2 separate regions of the Ovis aries genome follow, and region 2 is linked to region 1. The links are chromatin contacts, called in public Hi-C maps. All regions are on one chromosome and are shown on one strand. The core of a region is the stretch at or near the end of the contact, and the rest is flanking DNA. Distances in the headings are between cores, read along the strand shown. Region 1 holds the start of RAP2B (RAP2B, member of RAS oncogene family). Region 2 overlaps LOC132657310 (a long non-coding RNA gene).

The links. Hi-C and Micro-C count contacts between places; a contact is called where the count stands out from the background.
Region 2: a contact with region 1 is called in a Hi-C map of skin fibroblasts, with 2.7 times the contacts expected there. The contact joins the enhancer-like site here to the promoter of RAP2B in region 1. A contact is called at or near these places in 3 of 16 Hi-C or Micro-C datasets (omental adipose tissue, skin fibroblasts and tail adipose tissue).

The regions. Positions count from the first base shown.
Region 1 is chr1:235,300,754-235,308,723 of ARS-UI_Ramb_v3.0, reverse strand. It overlaps RAP2B (RAP2B, member of RAS oncogene family), which reads left to right and starts at 4,645. Exons shown (of 1, transcript XM_015092587.4): 1 at 4,645-7,970. The coding sequence starts at 5,099. The coding sequence ends at 5,650. The region is part of intron 1 of LOC121817115 (a long non-coding RNA gene); the gene reads left to right.
Region 2 is chr1:235,402,500-235,410,469 of ARS-UI_Ramb_v3.0, reverse strand. LOC132657310 (a long non-coding RNA gene) reads right to left here. Exons shown (of 3, transcript XR_009595295.1): 2 at 3,587-3,727. Among named protein-coding and RNA genes, the nearest start is that of RAP2B, 100 kb to the right of the region's middle. Within about 2 kb of position 2,734, at least 4 of the 54 cell types and tissues checked have an H3K27ac peak or open chromatin away from gene starts, as enhancers often do.

The sequences.
Region 1 (7,970 bases), core at 3,396-5,895:
GTATGAAATGATGATGGTTTGGCTGACTAATGAATATTTTCAGGGGCATAACTAGAGATTATTTTTTAAAGATCACTGATAAAATAAAACATCGTAAGCCTGCTTGTGGATGCCTGGTTATAACACGTTCAGGTACTTAACAAATATTTACTGAGAACTCTGAAAGGCACAGTTAGTCTTACAGCAACATCCCTTTAAAATAATGATACATGGTCACTCTCAACTCAACTCCTGATATTTTCAAAATTAGAATTTTTTTTTTTTTTAGAATTATTTGTTTATCTACAGGTCAAGCCAGCTAAAACTATGAACATGATGAAATAAACCTCCACTTTGTATAAATGAAGAGAACAAATGGGTACTTATTTTCTGGAGGACTTAAAAGATTCATGTTGTAGCAAACCCTCTAATTCTTTGAAGGCCCAAAACCAGTGTCACAGAGCTCACTGGGTAAGCAAGGCCAGGCAGGAATCACTGGGTATATAATAGTCAATACCAAAGATTAAGTAGTTCTTAATCTGTTAGCTTTTACTTCAGATCATTTTCTAGAGGTGTCTTTTGTGTGTTATCTGCACAAACATTTAAAATCTTCAGAGTAAGAGTTTATCTACGGGGTGCTTTGGTATTTTTTCCCAAATACTCAGAACCACACCAGACAGCATTGGCAGTGTTTCCATCCATATAAGGATAGACTTTATCACTCCAGCATCTTTAAGACTCAGGAAGACTGAAACATTAGTATTTTACAGTTTTCTAAGGATACAGGAAGTGTTTTGTCTCACCAAGAATTAGTATAGCTTTTACCACAAAGAGAGTTTGGGAAAGGGATAAAATGCCATTTATGTACCCATAAATAGTTAATTGAGGGACTCCTATGTAGGCACTCTTACTGGGGGAAGGACAGAGGTGGCTCCAAAGATAAACCACATATAGACTCTGACCTCAGGGAATTCACACAGTGACACAATACAGACATGTAAATGATTATGGTACAGGATAATTGGATATGACACAGGATTATACCATAAGGAAGGTACGTAAAGACTCCTAACAAATTTCACAGGAAGAAGTAATCAATTTTAAAACTTTGTGCATCAGTAATTTCATTCATTACTTCATTTTGAATTCCAAAGCCCCAGTGGAAATCTTTCTGAGGGAGAATATATCTGAGTGTAATAAAAATTGTTATCAAAGAATCCTTAATGGGAAAGATTCAAAGTGCGGCAAATCTTGGTACCAGAGAGGCCACCAAGATTCAAAAATACCCATCTGCATGACTACCCAGAGTCCTGAAGATGGTCTCTTCTAGATACGGCTGTCAAGACACCTGGGTTGTAATTGTCATGAATATTATGGTGCACTGCAGCCAGCTTTAAAAGTATGTTTCCATCCATTATTTGCTAATTACTATCCCTGAGTATAGGCTGGCACCTTGAAAAGGGGCAGCCAGGACACCAGGGTTCTAATTCTGCTCACTAGTGGTGATGTAAAATGAAGCGTTTGGTCATCAGATACTCTCCAAGGTTCCTTGGGTAGCTAGGTGGGTGGGGCAAACTTTATTATCACCACTTTAGAGAGAGAAGCTAAGGTCAGGAGCAACTTGAAGGGCTTGCCCAAGGTCTCAGATAATAATTGATAAGTAATACTTGAGATTATACACCTGCCCATAAGGACAAAGTATTTTCTACTGTACTCAGAACCACACCTAACTTCTGTGGGCTAGAGGACAGAGGCCCAGGTAGCATTACTCTAGTTATTTCAGTTATAAATCAAGATAAGTCACTCAGTCGTGACTGACTCTTTGTGACCCACATGGGCTGTAGCCTACCAGCCTCCTCCATTAATGGGATTTTCCAGGCAAAAGTACTAGAGTGGGTTGCCATTTCCTTCTCCAGGGGATCTTCCTGATACAGGGATCGAACCCGAGTCTCCTGCACTGCAGGCAGATGCTTTACCATCTGAGCCACCAGAGAAGCCCTAAAATCAAGATAACACAAGTGTTAAAATATGATATGTCCTCCCACCTTGACAAATACGATGGTCAGGTGTGAATCACAAATTCTTAAGACTTCTCCAAGAGCCAGGCTGGAAAGTGGCAGGGAAGAGAAAGCTGACTAGAAGGCACCCCTCTTCTTGCAGTTAAGTGGGGGCCCATAGTGCCTGGGAGGGTGTTCCTTAGTTCATGGGTCCAAGCACCACCCGCACTCCAACAAAGACCCATTCCTGCACACAGGGGTGAGTTCAGAGATCCAAGCAGATCCGAGGAGAGGGTTTGGTACTATTTGGGGAGGGGATTCCAGAATTCTGACCACCTGGGGCATGGTCTGGACGTGGGTTCTAGCTCCTTAACCCTGTGGGAAGGGGCACTGTCAGAAGAGGCAGAGGGTGAACACAGGTCCCTCTAGCTTGGGCTTAAAAGCCAGTCTGTTCATACTACCTCAAAAGTCAACCTAAGAAAGGGTACAATCTGGAAACTTTTTTGTTAGAAAGTAGTATTCATAATAGTTACAAGACCAGGTTCTGCACCCAAACACCTGGGTCAGGATCCCAGCGTGACCACTTATGCTGTGAAATTTCATGCCAGTTATGCCAGTTAGACAACATCGTAAGATTTCAGTTTCCTCATTTTTAAAATAGGTATAATTAATATTTTTATGAGGAGTAAATAAGATAGCACATGTAAAAGGCCTGGCAAACATTAAACTGGGTAAACGCGAGGTTCACTCCAGCTGTATTAGGTGAGTTTGCCTTGAAAGGTTTCTGGAGAATTATATAAGGTTAACTAGCGAAGCACTGTGATAACCCCTCTCTCCACTAAATAGCGGAGCCAGGCGCAGGAATAGGCTCCGCCCACCCAAGGCATTGGCTGCTGCCCAGGACCCATTGGGTCCCATGGCCAGGGCTTCAAGTTGCAGCTGTGCATTCTACGAGCTATAGCTAGAGATTCAAAGAAGGTTAACTGGCAACGCGGCCCTGAGTCACAACGGGACTAAGGCACTGAAACCAAGCATTAGCACACCATTTCTTTTATCCCTCCAATGCAGATGGTTAAACCAGTGAGAAGTGGCGTCGACAGGATACCAAGCCAGGGTTGATGCAGCTCGGTCCCCTCCCACCCCTTCACCCTGGGGCTCACGCTATCATTGCTTAGCCTTTTGACAGGTCTTGACATCTCTCCTCCGCGAGAAAGGAGAGACCTGGAACAAGCCAAGGCATCTCGCTGGTAGCTCCTGTGAGTAGGAGCCAAGCCCAGTTTAGCGAATGCCCGCCCCAAAGCAAAGATGTTTACCAAAGGCAAGCCTGGGCATTCCCCCACCCCACCGGGTGAGCTGAATTCAGTGTGGCCCATTTCCACATCCTAGCCCTTCCCCCTCCCTGGGGAAAAATTTAAAAACCACCTTGGAAACTTTGCCATTTCTTGAGGACCAAGAACTGTAACCAGCTCCCTTTAACGGACAGTCGTGACTGGGCACCGAGAAGTCAGACTTGAAAACACCAACAAAGGACTATATTTAGCTCTGAGCTCTCCGCCTAAATTCCTTTTATTTTTTCACTCTTAGCTTCAAAACGACTAGGTTGGGGAAGTGGGAGGAAGGGGGCGGGGGAGAGCAGAGAAAGAACAGCTGTGCCTCCGCCTCTCCACTCAATCTCTATAAATAACCAATCACGAGCGGAGGCTACTTTTTAGCCAATGAAGCAGCCCAAACTGATAAAACCTTGGAGGTAGCCAATGGAAGAACATTCGAGGGTGTGAGATTTGCGCCCCAGGACCAATGGGTCCTGAGTCTAGAAGAAGAAATTTGAGCTGGAGCGTGGGTGTGCAGTGCACAAGCTTCCTACTTCCAAACCCCCAAACCTACTCCGCCCACTGAGCATGCCCTGACTAGCTACCGGCACCCGGGCTGATTGTGGATCGGGCTGTGATTCACTCTCCGGGTTTTGGCCATAACCGAGTGGGGAGGTGGGTGGGGCCTTCTGAGTCCCAGCCTGGAGACCGCCCTGATCACTAGAGGTTGCCCATTCTCTCTTCCGGACAGGTTTCAGGCCGAATGTTCCTGTTTTCTTTGTCTGAGGGATGAAGTGCGAGGAGAGTCCGCGAGAGAAGGCTGGGTAGGAAGGGCCACGCCTAGAGTGTGGGAAAATGCTCCGCCCATAGAAGAAAATGTTTCTATCATACACCCAAATGTTCTTTGGGTCTCGGCCTTCGGGACGCACACCCGCCGGGGGCTCGGGGAGTGGGAGTCCACAAGCTTTGGATAAAAGGAACGGCATGAGACCAGCCTATTCCCGGGGTGGCCCACGGCGCCCGCCCTTTTCTCATAGAGCCGGGATTCCTATGCACTAAAGCCAGGTCGGCGCAGGAAGGTGGCCTCCGTCCTCCCTCGAGCTGTCCTAGCCAGCTTCTTAATACCCATACACCCCCACACATTTCTCCGGCTCCTATACTAGTGCCTATCCCGAATCCGCTAGTCTTGAATCAAATCGCTAGCTCCGCCTACAGCCCCACCCCCGTCCGGCCCCCCGGAAAACCAGGAGCCGGGAATCCGGCGGGAGGGGCCGGCAGCGGCGCACTGGGCATGCTCGCCAGGGCGGGGCGGGCAGGGCTGCGCGCGGCGAGTAGGAAGCCCTCGCCCCGCGGAGGCTGCGGGAGAGAGCTCGAAGGGCCGCGGCGGTGGGCGCACGCTCTGCGGGGACTCATGCCACGCGCGTCCCGGCCCGGCGCGCAATTAGCAGCCGCCTCCGCAGCCCGCCGCCGCCGCCTCCTCCTCGCCTTCCTGGGCTGCTGCGGAGAGAAGCTGCAGCCCTCGCCTAGCACGGGCTGCCGGCATTGTCCTCCAGATCCGCCGCCCAGGCTGCTGCTGCCGCCGCCGTGGGCTGCCTCGGGGCCCCGGACCCGCGCTGCAGGGACTCGCCGCCGCGCCGGCCGGCCCGGCGCCCGGCCCCCGTTTGGTGATTTCCGCGTCCTGCGTTCCTCGGTCATCTCCTGAGTTTACCTGCAGAGCTGAGGACAGAGAAGTCTAGCCACCAAGCCCAGCTTTCCTCCAGTGCGCAGCCCCGACGGGGCCGTGGCAGGCGCAGCGAGAACGCCGACGGAGCCATGAGAGAGTACAAAGTGGTGGTGCTGGGCTCGGGCGGCGTGGGCAAGTCCGCCCTCACGGTGCAGTTCGTGACCGGCTCCTTCATCGAGAAGTATGACCCCACCATCGAGGACTTCTACCGCAAAGAGATTGAGGTGGACTCATCGCCGTCGGTGCTGGAGATCTTGGACACGGCGGGCACGGAGCAGTTCGCATCCATGCGGGACCTGTACATCAAAAATGGCCAGGGCTTCATCCTCGTGTACAGCCTTGTTAACCAGCAGAGCTTCCAGGACATCAAGCCCATGCGGGACCAGATCATCCGCGTGAAGCGGTACGAGCGCGTGCCCATGATTCTGGTGGGCAACAAGGTGGACCTGGAGGGCGAGCGTGAGGTTTCATTCGGCGAGGGCAAGGCCCTGGCGGAGGAGTGGAGCTGCCCCTTCATGGAGACTTCGGCCAAAAACAAAGCCTCGGTGGACGAGCTGTTCGCCGAGATCGTGCGGCAGATGAACTACGCGGCGCAGCCCAACGGTGATGAGGGCTGCTGCTCGGCCTGCGTGATCCTCTGAGGCGCCCGCGGCTGCCGCGCGACAGCCGCGCTCTCCGCACAAAAGCCAAACGCACCCGACTCTTCTAAATGTGATTTCTCTTCTTGCTTTGAGATTGGAGATGACTTTGCATCGGCTGGGGGGTCTTGGCGCCCGACTGGCCGCGGTGGCCGCGTCCCCCGCCTCTCCCCGGTTTCCTAGGGGCTGTCCCGTCAGGACCATCCGAGTCCCGGTGGAAATGTGGATCTTTGCAGCATGTACGTTTCTCATTGATTTTGGTTGACGCATATTTCCCCATTGAAGCAGCCCGTGGGGCCCTGTATTGGCGGCTTGACACCGGCAGGCGAAAGTTTCAGTCTGGAAAAAAAAAAGAAATGGGGTGGGGGCGGAAGAGGACGGGGAGAAGGTGGAAAAGGGGGGATTTTTTTGTTTTTCTGTCAACAACCGTTTTTCTAGTTCCAAGTTTCAAAAACACGGAAGGAAGTCCGGGAGAACCAAATGAAGGAGCAGGAGGAGAGGAAGAAACTTTTGTTTTTTCCTTGTTTTCCAGGAGTAGCTGGAAATTAAGATCGGGTTCCTTTTCTGCCAGCTTGGAAAGGCAACCCCGTGACTGATTTCGATTCTGAGGATGTCTATGCAAAGTTGGATTCTTGTTACAGTGTATCCAATCTGAAGTATTGCACATCTGAACTGGGACTGTTAACACTGATGCCAATACAGTGTGGGGTGCCAGAAAGTGTCTGCTGATAATTTGTGGGGGAAAAAAATCTATTTTGTTTACCTACTGTATCAAAGGGGAGTCTGGGGGAGAACGGTAGTATTTTTTTTTATCAGCTGTGAAAAAAAAAAATGTTACAGATCTGCACATTTTTGTGTGTACTGTTGTGTGTGTGTTTTTTTAGATTTAGCTTTTTGTTCGTATTGGTTGGCCATACATGGTTTTGATGGCTAGCTCTTTAAACTACAGTACAGAAACTTCGCAAATGTGATTCAGGGCCCCCAGCACCCCTGTGTCTGCAGAGTGCCTTCAAAACTCAGCTGTTCCAGCCGGTGCCAACCTGTGAACTTCCCACCAGTTCCCAGAATCTGTTATTCCTCCCCAAACTACTTCCCAGTTTACTTCTAATAATCTTCCTGAAGGAGCCAGGACAATAGGGCCTGTTGTTCGTTGAATTCTTTATTCTTTCCAGCCTTTAAAATGTAATTTACTTGTAATGCAATGGGTTATTTTTTTTTTTTCTTTTTAAAAAATTTTTGCTTCATTTTGTTCCAATGTTCAGGTATTTAGCTCCCCTTTTATATAATTTTTTTTTTTAATTTTTGGTTTTCTGTTGTAGGGTGTTCCTCCAGAAGCACAGAGCAAAATTTTACTGTTGTGATGTACCAAGAGAATTCTAACAATTTGTAATTTCTAATTCCATACACGTGGTTAATCATTGTCTCTTCATTTTAAGATTTTTAATACAAATGTCATTTTTAAAGAAACAAATCCAAACTATTGTTTGTGTTTCTGTGTTTCATATTCAGTGATTTAATACATACAGTGTCATGGCTGAGGTGGACAGGGGCAGGTGCCTGATGCCCCCAAGAGTGGTTTGTCAGATTTTGAAGAGAGAAGTGTCAGTGACAAGTTAGGAGACATTACTCCCAACTCTTTAAACATGAAAAATAATCATCAAGGTCTAGGAATCCCTGGGGTGTGGCTTTACCCTCTGACTGTTAAGATGAACTGGATATTGAATCTGTTCTTCTGACTTGGAGCAGGAAAGGGAGAACCAGCTGCTAAGACTGCCTTAGATCTGGAAGAGTAACCATCCACTGGTCAGGCAGGATGGTGTTTTAGTGTTCTTTTTTTCTTTTTCTTTCTTTCTTCGTATTTTGTTCTGCTTTGTTTAAAACACCTATCCAGTTTAAAGCTTGTTTGGAGGATATGATTTTCAATTCTGAAGTCATGCCTTGTGTTTTCTACAGTACATTTGGGTGGGTTGTGAATAGTGTCTCAGCCCTTTTGTGGCTTTAATTAGGAAGCAGATCATTAGGTTAAAAAAGAAGAGAAAACTTAAGTCTCTTGCTTTATTACACTGTGCAGTTTGTGGACCATTTTGACCTCATGAAATTTTCCTTCTAACAGCAGGAGGCAGTGTGAGCTTTTTATTTTGTATTTTGTTTTTCTTAAGGGCCATTTTACTGATATCTTTATGGAGTGGAAGGTGTATGACTATGTATCAAAAGCACTTCATATATACCTTAGGTCCATAAAGTGTAGGGTGAAGAGTTTTGACTTTCCAAAAGATTTATTGTGTTGAGGGAGCCAAAAGAAGTTAAAGGCCACAGGTTTCTT
Region 2 (7,970 bases), core at 1,485-3,984, 100 kb before region 1:
AGGGGTCGAACCCAGGTCTCCCACATTGCAGGAGGATTCTTTAGCAGCTGAGCCACAAAGGAAGCCCAAGAATACTGGAGTGGGTAGCCTATCTCTTTTCCAGTGGATCTTCCCAACCCAGGAATTGAACCAGGGTCTCCTGCATTGCAGGTGAATTTTTTTTACCAACTGAACTATCAGAGAAGCCCCTTTCATGGTAGCCTGAGATAGATGAAAAAAAATTAATATTTGAAATTTTTGTGTTAATTTCTTCACAAGCAATATTTTGTTCAAACCTAGGTTTCTGAATTAGAAAAATGTGTAATTTTTTTTAAAGAGGGGATACATTTTCCATCCAGATGGAATGTTAATCAAAGCCTACTTTTGTATATCGGTAACTAGGTGATGGATCAGAAACCTGTTTGCAATCTTACCTGATATCCACCTGTACAGAGAAATGACACAATATCCAAATATGAATACTACTATTTCAGGTTAAATTTTATTAAGTTCCCTTTATTTCTTCGGGACAAATACGTTTAATGTCCATGTTTCATGATCTTTGTTTCTATGGGATAAGCAGTTGCTTCCCAGTTTCCCTCAACCCATGTAAATGTACTTCATTAAAGATGCTTGTGTTTTAAACTGGGCTTCCCAGGTGGTGGTAGTGGTAAAAAACCTGCCTGCCAATGCAAGTAGAAGTAAGAGATGAGAGTTCAATCCTTGGGTCAGGAAGATCCCCTGGAGGAGGGCGCAGCAACCCACTCCAGTATTCTTGCCTGGAAAATTCCATGGAAAGAAAAACCTCATTAATAGGTATAATAATATAGTCTTCTTTTTAAAGTTTTAGCTTCATTATTTTTAAATCATATGAAGTTGGCTCAAATCTCTCTAAACTATCATATTATTAATGATGAAGAAATACTTTATAACTAAAAACAAATGCTGTCTTTCTTTGGAAATTGGTGAGGTGTTTGAAAGAAGAAAAAGACACTTGTATGGATCCAGAGATCTTTCCAATGGTCCTATTCCAAAATGATCAGAAGGGTTGGATGCAGAGAACCAATCTGTTCTGATTACTTTTTCATGAGAATTCCCACTGATTAGTGAGAATATGTCCAGTAATATGAGTGTTGAAAACCAACATAGTTAGTGGGACTGTTTAGTCTCCATGACTTACCTTGACCAGCTTCAAAATATCATTGCATAATAAATTCTAAATTACTCATATAAAATCTCCATGATTTCTAGAACTTGCTTGGGAATTAAGAATCGGTAGCCCAGACTCTGACATTAATCTTTTTTGTTTCTTTGCCATTTAAATTTAAAGTTTGTTTTAGACTTATTTAAAAATTACTTTTGTAGTAGAAATTCCAGGCACTTTGCTCATTTCCTAACCTACTGGTGAATTTTGAGTTACCACCTCAATATCTAGTCCTTCAAATTTTCTCACCAACAGTACCCAAATATTCCTTTCAGGAATTCAGCCAATTTCTGACTTATGCCTTTGACCCAGCAGCACCAGGAATGGGGCACCTGATCAACACTTCCCAGCACCAGCTCACCCCCATCATCACACATGGATAGTTCAGGGAAAAATATATGACTCAACAAGAGCTGGTGAGAGAATGAATCCCACGGCTTGGGTGGGGAACACAGACGACTCTAAAGCAAAGAGAGATGAGGTCCTAAGGAAGAGCCAAGAGTTTCTGGGAGGCGCAGTGTGGCCTAAAGCCAAAACCAACACTGCAGAAAACAGAAAAGAGAAAGAGAAATTGGGAAAGTGTTGACATGTGTTAAGGTTTTGGACCAAGCTTGACTTCTACATCTATCTCCAGACTTCTCAGTTGAGTGACCCATTAAATTTATTTTATTATTTAAATCTCTTTTCATAACATTTTCCGTAGACAATGGAAATGGAGATAACTTTTCTGAGCCTCAGTTGCTTGTTTTTTTTAATCAGTAAAGCAATGTTAGTACTACCCATCTCATCAGGTATTTGTGATGGTGAAATCAGATAACATCTGTAAAGCATGTGTTATGTGCTGAGTACCAGTATTACATAGTTCTCGAACTATTAACTATTTAATCCTGTTTCCTTTTCTTCTCTCCTCACAGACTTCTGGATACTGCTGTATCAGACCAATGAACGCTCCATTGATCCAGGATGTTTTCAGAGAAGGAGTGGTGTAGGATAAGGAATGAAGTCATTACCAAGGTCACAAAATTCCCAGTGGCTCTCCTTAGACCTGACCGTACACTAGTGCCTTTCCTAGGAAGCATTAGTGGTCAGCCAGGTGGATGGATGTCTGGTAGAAAAGCACTGCCAGCTCCTCAAGGTAAGTGGTAAGACAAGCAGCGAGACAAACTGGAATTTTCTAAGAAGAATATCCTGGAGGGGCCACATTTAACACCAATGGATACTCTGTATTCCTGGGATCTCAAGCTTACTCAAGACAATACACTTCAAATGCAGACATTTAAAGATAACTCTTGCTTTTGATGACAAAAATCTTAGGGACCTACTGATGAAAAAGATGCCCTGTTTAACCTATGTCAAAGAGTTACACTTAACTGTGAGGGAATTTTTTCATTCATTACACAACTCTGGAACAGGAAGAGATGAGTTCATTCAAATTCTTATTTGACAGAGGAGAGAAGGAGGCCCAGAATGGTGAGGGGAACAAGCCCCACAATCAGCTGAGGGCAGAGTCAGGGTTGCCAGTGCCCAAGTAGTCCTCTTTAAATAGACTGTGCTCCACCCTGGCCCCTGCCTAGCAGACTTCACTTTCTCTTACAAACCAAGTGTCTGGCAGACACATAAATACCCATCAGGTCTAACAAGCATAGCTAGTTTTCACAAAGGTGGCACAACTGTCATCTGTGAGTCAGCACTGAGTCTCATGGACACGTTTCCCTGCTGCTGTGCATGCACCGAGCAACTCACATAACAAGGCACGTCTGATTTCTCGGAAAGGGCTAGTTTCACAACCTCAATACCACTCAATTTTGGCTGAATAATCCTTTTTTCAGTGGCAGAGGGCGTCAGGGGTGTGCTGCAGGATGTTTAGCATGATCCCTCTATCCACTAGATGCCAGTAGCAGCCCTTCAGTTTCAAAGGCTAAAAATGTCTCCAGATAACTGTCCAATGTCCTGGGGAAAGGGGTGCAAAATCAACCCACTGAGAACCACTGTTGCAGACAGGGGCCTTTGTGCACTGGGTGGTCCTGAAACCATTTTCTCTTGCAAGCGCAGTCCCCCATGCGGGGAGGGGAAGGACTGGACACAAGAGGTGATGTGTACTGGGAGGTGGAGCATTTCTTTTCAGGCAGGTTAAAAAACTGTCAGACTTCCACAGAACAGACCCTAAGAACACTGGAGTGGGTTGCCATTTCCTTCTCCAAGAACGGACCCTATTTCTTTATCTGATGGGTATTCTAGGTGGAGAGCAAAGACCAAATCTAAAAGGGTCTGATATCTTATTACGATAACAACAATAAGAAAATATACATTAAATAAGAAAAATTAATAAATGGGATGATAACATCTATAATGCAAGGGGATAACTATACAGAGTCTTTGGAAAATAAAGGGTTGAATACTCACGCATACTGGGTCCCCTCCAATTCCCAGGCCTTCCTGTTTCTTGGATGTCCTTACAGAAGGAGCACACAGTGTTGTCATGCCTAAGAACCTCTGCCAAGCTCCTCAGGGCCATGGATGTGGAACCCTAAGGCAGAAGCTGAGCTAGACAGTAGAAGAGAATAGGATAACAATGAGATGTAGAAATACGGGAAAAAAGAAACAGGAGGAAAAAGTAAAAATGAAAAGGGAGTAGGTATAAAATAAAACTTGCCAGAGAATTCTAGCCCCAGCCCTAAAGAAAACATTTTGTTTAAATTAGATTTTCTTAGCATGGATTCTTTTGGGGGGAACTAACATGAATATTTCTCATTCAGAAAGTCTTGCATCAAAGCAGCAATTGTGTTGCTGTCGTTTAGAATACTTAATTATGTCAAATTCACATTATTAAATCTGATAGAACAAGAAATAATACCAAATACTGTATCAATCCTGCATAATCGGTCCTTCTGAATATTATGCTCTGCTGCTATTCCAAGCTGTCCTTGGAGATAGCCTCAGCCTAGCAATACAAAAGGCTTCCCTTCGGCCTTCACAACTGCCTAGGACAACACATTCTTACATCTCATTTTTAATCATCTAAACCTTTTCAGATATACCAGAGTGTGCTTTCAATAGGACAATAAAAGAGACCCAAGACTTCTAAGTGCCTTATGTTTCTTTCTTCTCATGGTTGATAACATGCTGTTTCTGCCTTGTACTAGGTGCCAGATGTGGAGCTGATAGCATGAGGAGGAGAAAGTAAGAGGGAGGCCAGATTCATCTGAGAGTAAAAATAATTTCCTCAAGCCGGCAAGCCTCTTCAAAGAAAAAGGGGGGCAATGTATCCATTCATTTCAAATGCTAAGATAAGACAATTTAGAATGATTGGCACAAAGAATCTTCAGTAGAAGCACTCTTAGGAGAGGACTGAATGACAATTCTTGGTAAGGAGAGTGAGAAAAAGAGGTACTGACAAAAAGAAAAAGAAAAAAGAAAATCCTTCTAACTCAAAAAATTCTCCAGAATTATAAGTCGAGTTATGAAGATGCTCCCACGTATACTGGGAAAATACAGCATTAGTGACGTCATTATTTTAAGAGAAAGCTCCTGGCTCAGTTTTTCTGCACAGCTAATAGACATGAGTGCATTAAGCAACTTCAGTTGTGCCCAACTCTTAGTGACTCTATGGACTGTAGCCCACCAGGCTCCTCTATCCTAGGACTTCTCCAAGCAAGAATACTGGAGTGGGTTGCCATTTCCTTCTCCAGGGGATCTTCCTGATCCAGAGATCACATAAAAGCAAGATGATGGAAAGTAGAAGTAAATGTATTTACTGCAAGGAAGGAAGCTGAAACTCCAGTACTTTGGCCACCTCATGCAAAGAGTTGACTCACTGGAAAAGACTCTGATGCTGGGAAAGATTGGGGGCAGGAGAAGAAGGGGATGACAGAGGATGAGATGGCTGGATGGCATCACCGACTCGATGGACATGAATTTGAGTGAACTCCGGGAGATGGTGATGGACAGGGAGGCTTGGCGTGCTGCGATTCATGGGGTCGCAAAGTGTCAGACATGACTGAGCAACTGAACTGAACTGAACTGAACAAGTTTCTCAGTGGTCCCCAAGCCCCCAACAACTACAATCAATTTGATCTTCCCCTACACATTCTGATTTAACAGTGTTAGGTTGAGGTCTGGAACTCTACTTCTCACAGTCTCCCTAGATCATTCTGATGCTTTGTCAGGCTTAGAAGCCACTGGAGAATTTGAGTTATGGGACAGTTTTTTAAAATATCCTTGTATTTTTTAGAGCTGTATTAAAAATGACTTAATTTCCAAATATGCCACTCAAGTTCATTTATTGCAAGGCCTTATGGGCCAGTGACCTTTAGAGGTCATACAGCATTTTGTTGAGCTGATGAAAAAGGCAGACCCTACTGTAGAAAAATACATGTCTCTAGAAAGTTAAAAAATTTACACACATTTTAGGGTATCTATAGATTGCTGAAATCCATCTTCATCCACGTGGGGAGGAGAAGTCTGTTTGAATGCGTGCCCTTATGGTTTGTGAGTGTTAATAGTTCAAATCCCCCTCAAGTTTCAGCACTTGAAGATAGCCTGAAACTTGAAAGTTGCGACATTTAACAGACCAGGTTTAAGAAACAGGAAATCCAGAGGCAATAATGCAGATTCTACGAGAACCTCTTACATGGTCCCTCTGCCTCCAGTTTTCTCCCTTCAATCCATTCTCCACTAGTCAGCCAGAGGAATAATTACAAAGTGAGTCTGACTATAACCTGCTCATGAATAAAAAACTTCAAGATTATCATTTTGCCCTAGGTCTAGGTCTAGGTTATCTTCCCTCATAGCTCAGTGGGTAAAGTATCTGCCTGAAAGGCAGGATACCTGGGTTTGATTTCTGGGTCGGGAAGATCACCTGGAGAAGGAAATGGCAACCCACTCCAGTATTCATGCCTGGAGAATCCCATGGACAGAGGAGCCTGGCAGGCTACAGTCCATGGGGTATCAAGGGTCAGAAACAACTTAGCGACTAAACCATGCAGCCACCTAGGTTACAGGCTGTTGTTGGTGAAGGGTGAAGTACCACCTTCAACTGTTTTCATTGCCTTGCCCTTCAGCATCACTAGGGCTTCCCTGATAGCTCAGTTGGGAAAGAATCTGCCAGCAATGCTGGAGACCTTGGTTTGATTCCTGGGTTGGGAAGATCCCCTGGGGAAAGGAAAGGCTACCCACTCCAGTATTCTGGCCTGGAGAGGGCCACAAAGAGTCAGACACGACTGAGTGGCTTTAACTTTCAGCATCACTAGATGATTTTTAAAATACCAATGCATGGGTACCACCCTTGACCAGTTACCTTAAAATCTCTTGAGGGCAAAAAGGAGTGACTTATAGGAAGGGGCAGAGTCTAGCATTAAAAATAAGAAGGGAAGGGAAGAGGAGGAAAACACCTCCTAAGATTTGGTTGTGTAGGTGAGTCAGGGCTGAACTGATCCAGTCTAGGACCCACCCTCTAGGTCTTCTACATGTTTTTCCTTCTGCTTACCACAGTTTTCTCCTTCTGTTTCTTCACTAAGCTAACCCTACCCATCCTTATTTCTGAAATCAAAATTCCCGAAGCTCGAGCCCTCCATGGCTCATCTCTGATTACATTGTAAGCAGTTTGTAAGTTTGGTGTTTGGGATTCTTTTCCAGTTCTAGAACTAAAGCCTAGTACTAAATCTAACATATTAAGTAGCCATTTGTAAGTAGTTAATGAATAAGAAAAAATTCAGGATCTGCATATTAGTATATGCAGATTACACCCAAGTTCACTGGTTCTGCTCTTGGAAGGCTGCATGATACCTCAACAGGGAACCTCGATGGTGCACATGAGAACTTTTCTGTTTGCTCAGATCTCTCTTTAAAAGATGGTAGCCAGCAAGGGTGATCAAACAAGTCTCAGTTTGGTACTCAAGCTCTTCATCTTTTAAAATTATCTTTCTAAGCCTTCTTCCTAGCATCTAAAGGTAGCTGGAAATACTGTAGTTTATCATCCAATAAATATTAGTTAAGTGACTGAAAGAGTGAAAAGGTTTCAGTCTGTGAAACTTGGTTCTATGGGGCTATAGCTTATGAACCTGCAATATGTGTTAAAAGCATATCTCCCAAGTACACTTGGTCTGAAGTTTCTGTATGGAGATACGATATTTGTTATGGTAAGTAATTTTATACTAATAATATCACTTTGGATATTTTTCTTAGAATAGATAATAACAGAATATTTTTGAGTCCCCTCTATAAGTCACATACTTTTCCAAGCATTTCAGATATACTGACTGATTGTTCTTTTTTTTTTAAATGAAGTATAGTTGCTTTACAAAATTGTGTTATTTACAGGTATATAGCAGTGATTCTTTTTTTTTTTAAGGTTATATCCCATTATAGGTTAATATAAGATATTGGGTAAAGTTCCCTTTGCTATACAATCATTCATTCTCTACAAACTAAAAAGAAGCTTCCATTATAATCCCCACTTTACAGATGAGGAAATTTAAGCATAAAGAGGTTATTTAACTTCCCTAAAATTAATAGCTATTAAATAGAAGAGTCAGAAGTCAAATTCTGGTATCCTGGCTCCAGAGACCATGTTTTTAGCCATTCCACTGCCATTCAAAAGACAGCATCAAGGCACAACACTGTGTATTTTATGAAATGTATATTTAATCAGAATCCGTACCTGTAGTGGATTTTAAATTTTTTAAGAAGAAACTAAACTGTTCTCCTCTGGCCTGGAGAGGGTTGGATAATTTTTTTTTTCTAGAGAGAATTTATCAATATGCATCTTTTCATAGGCTCTAAAATCTAC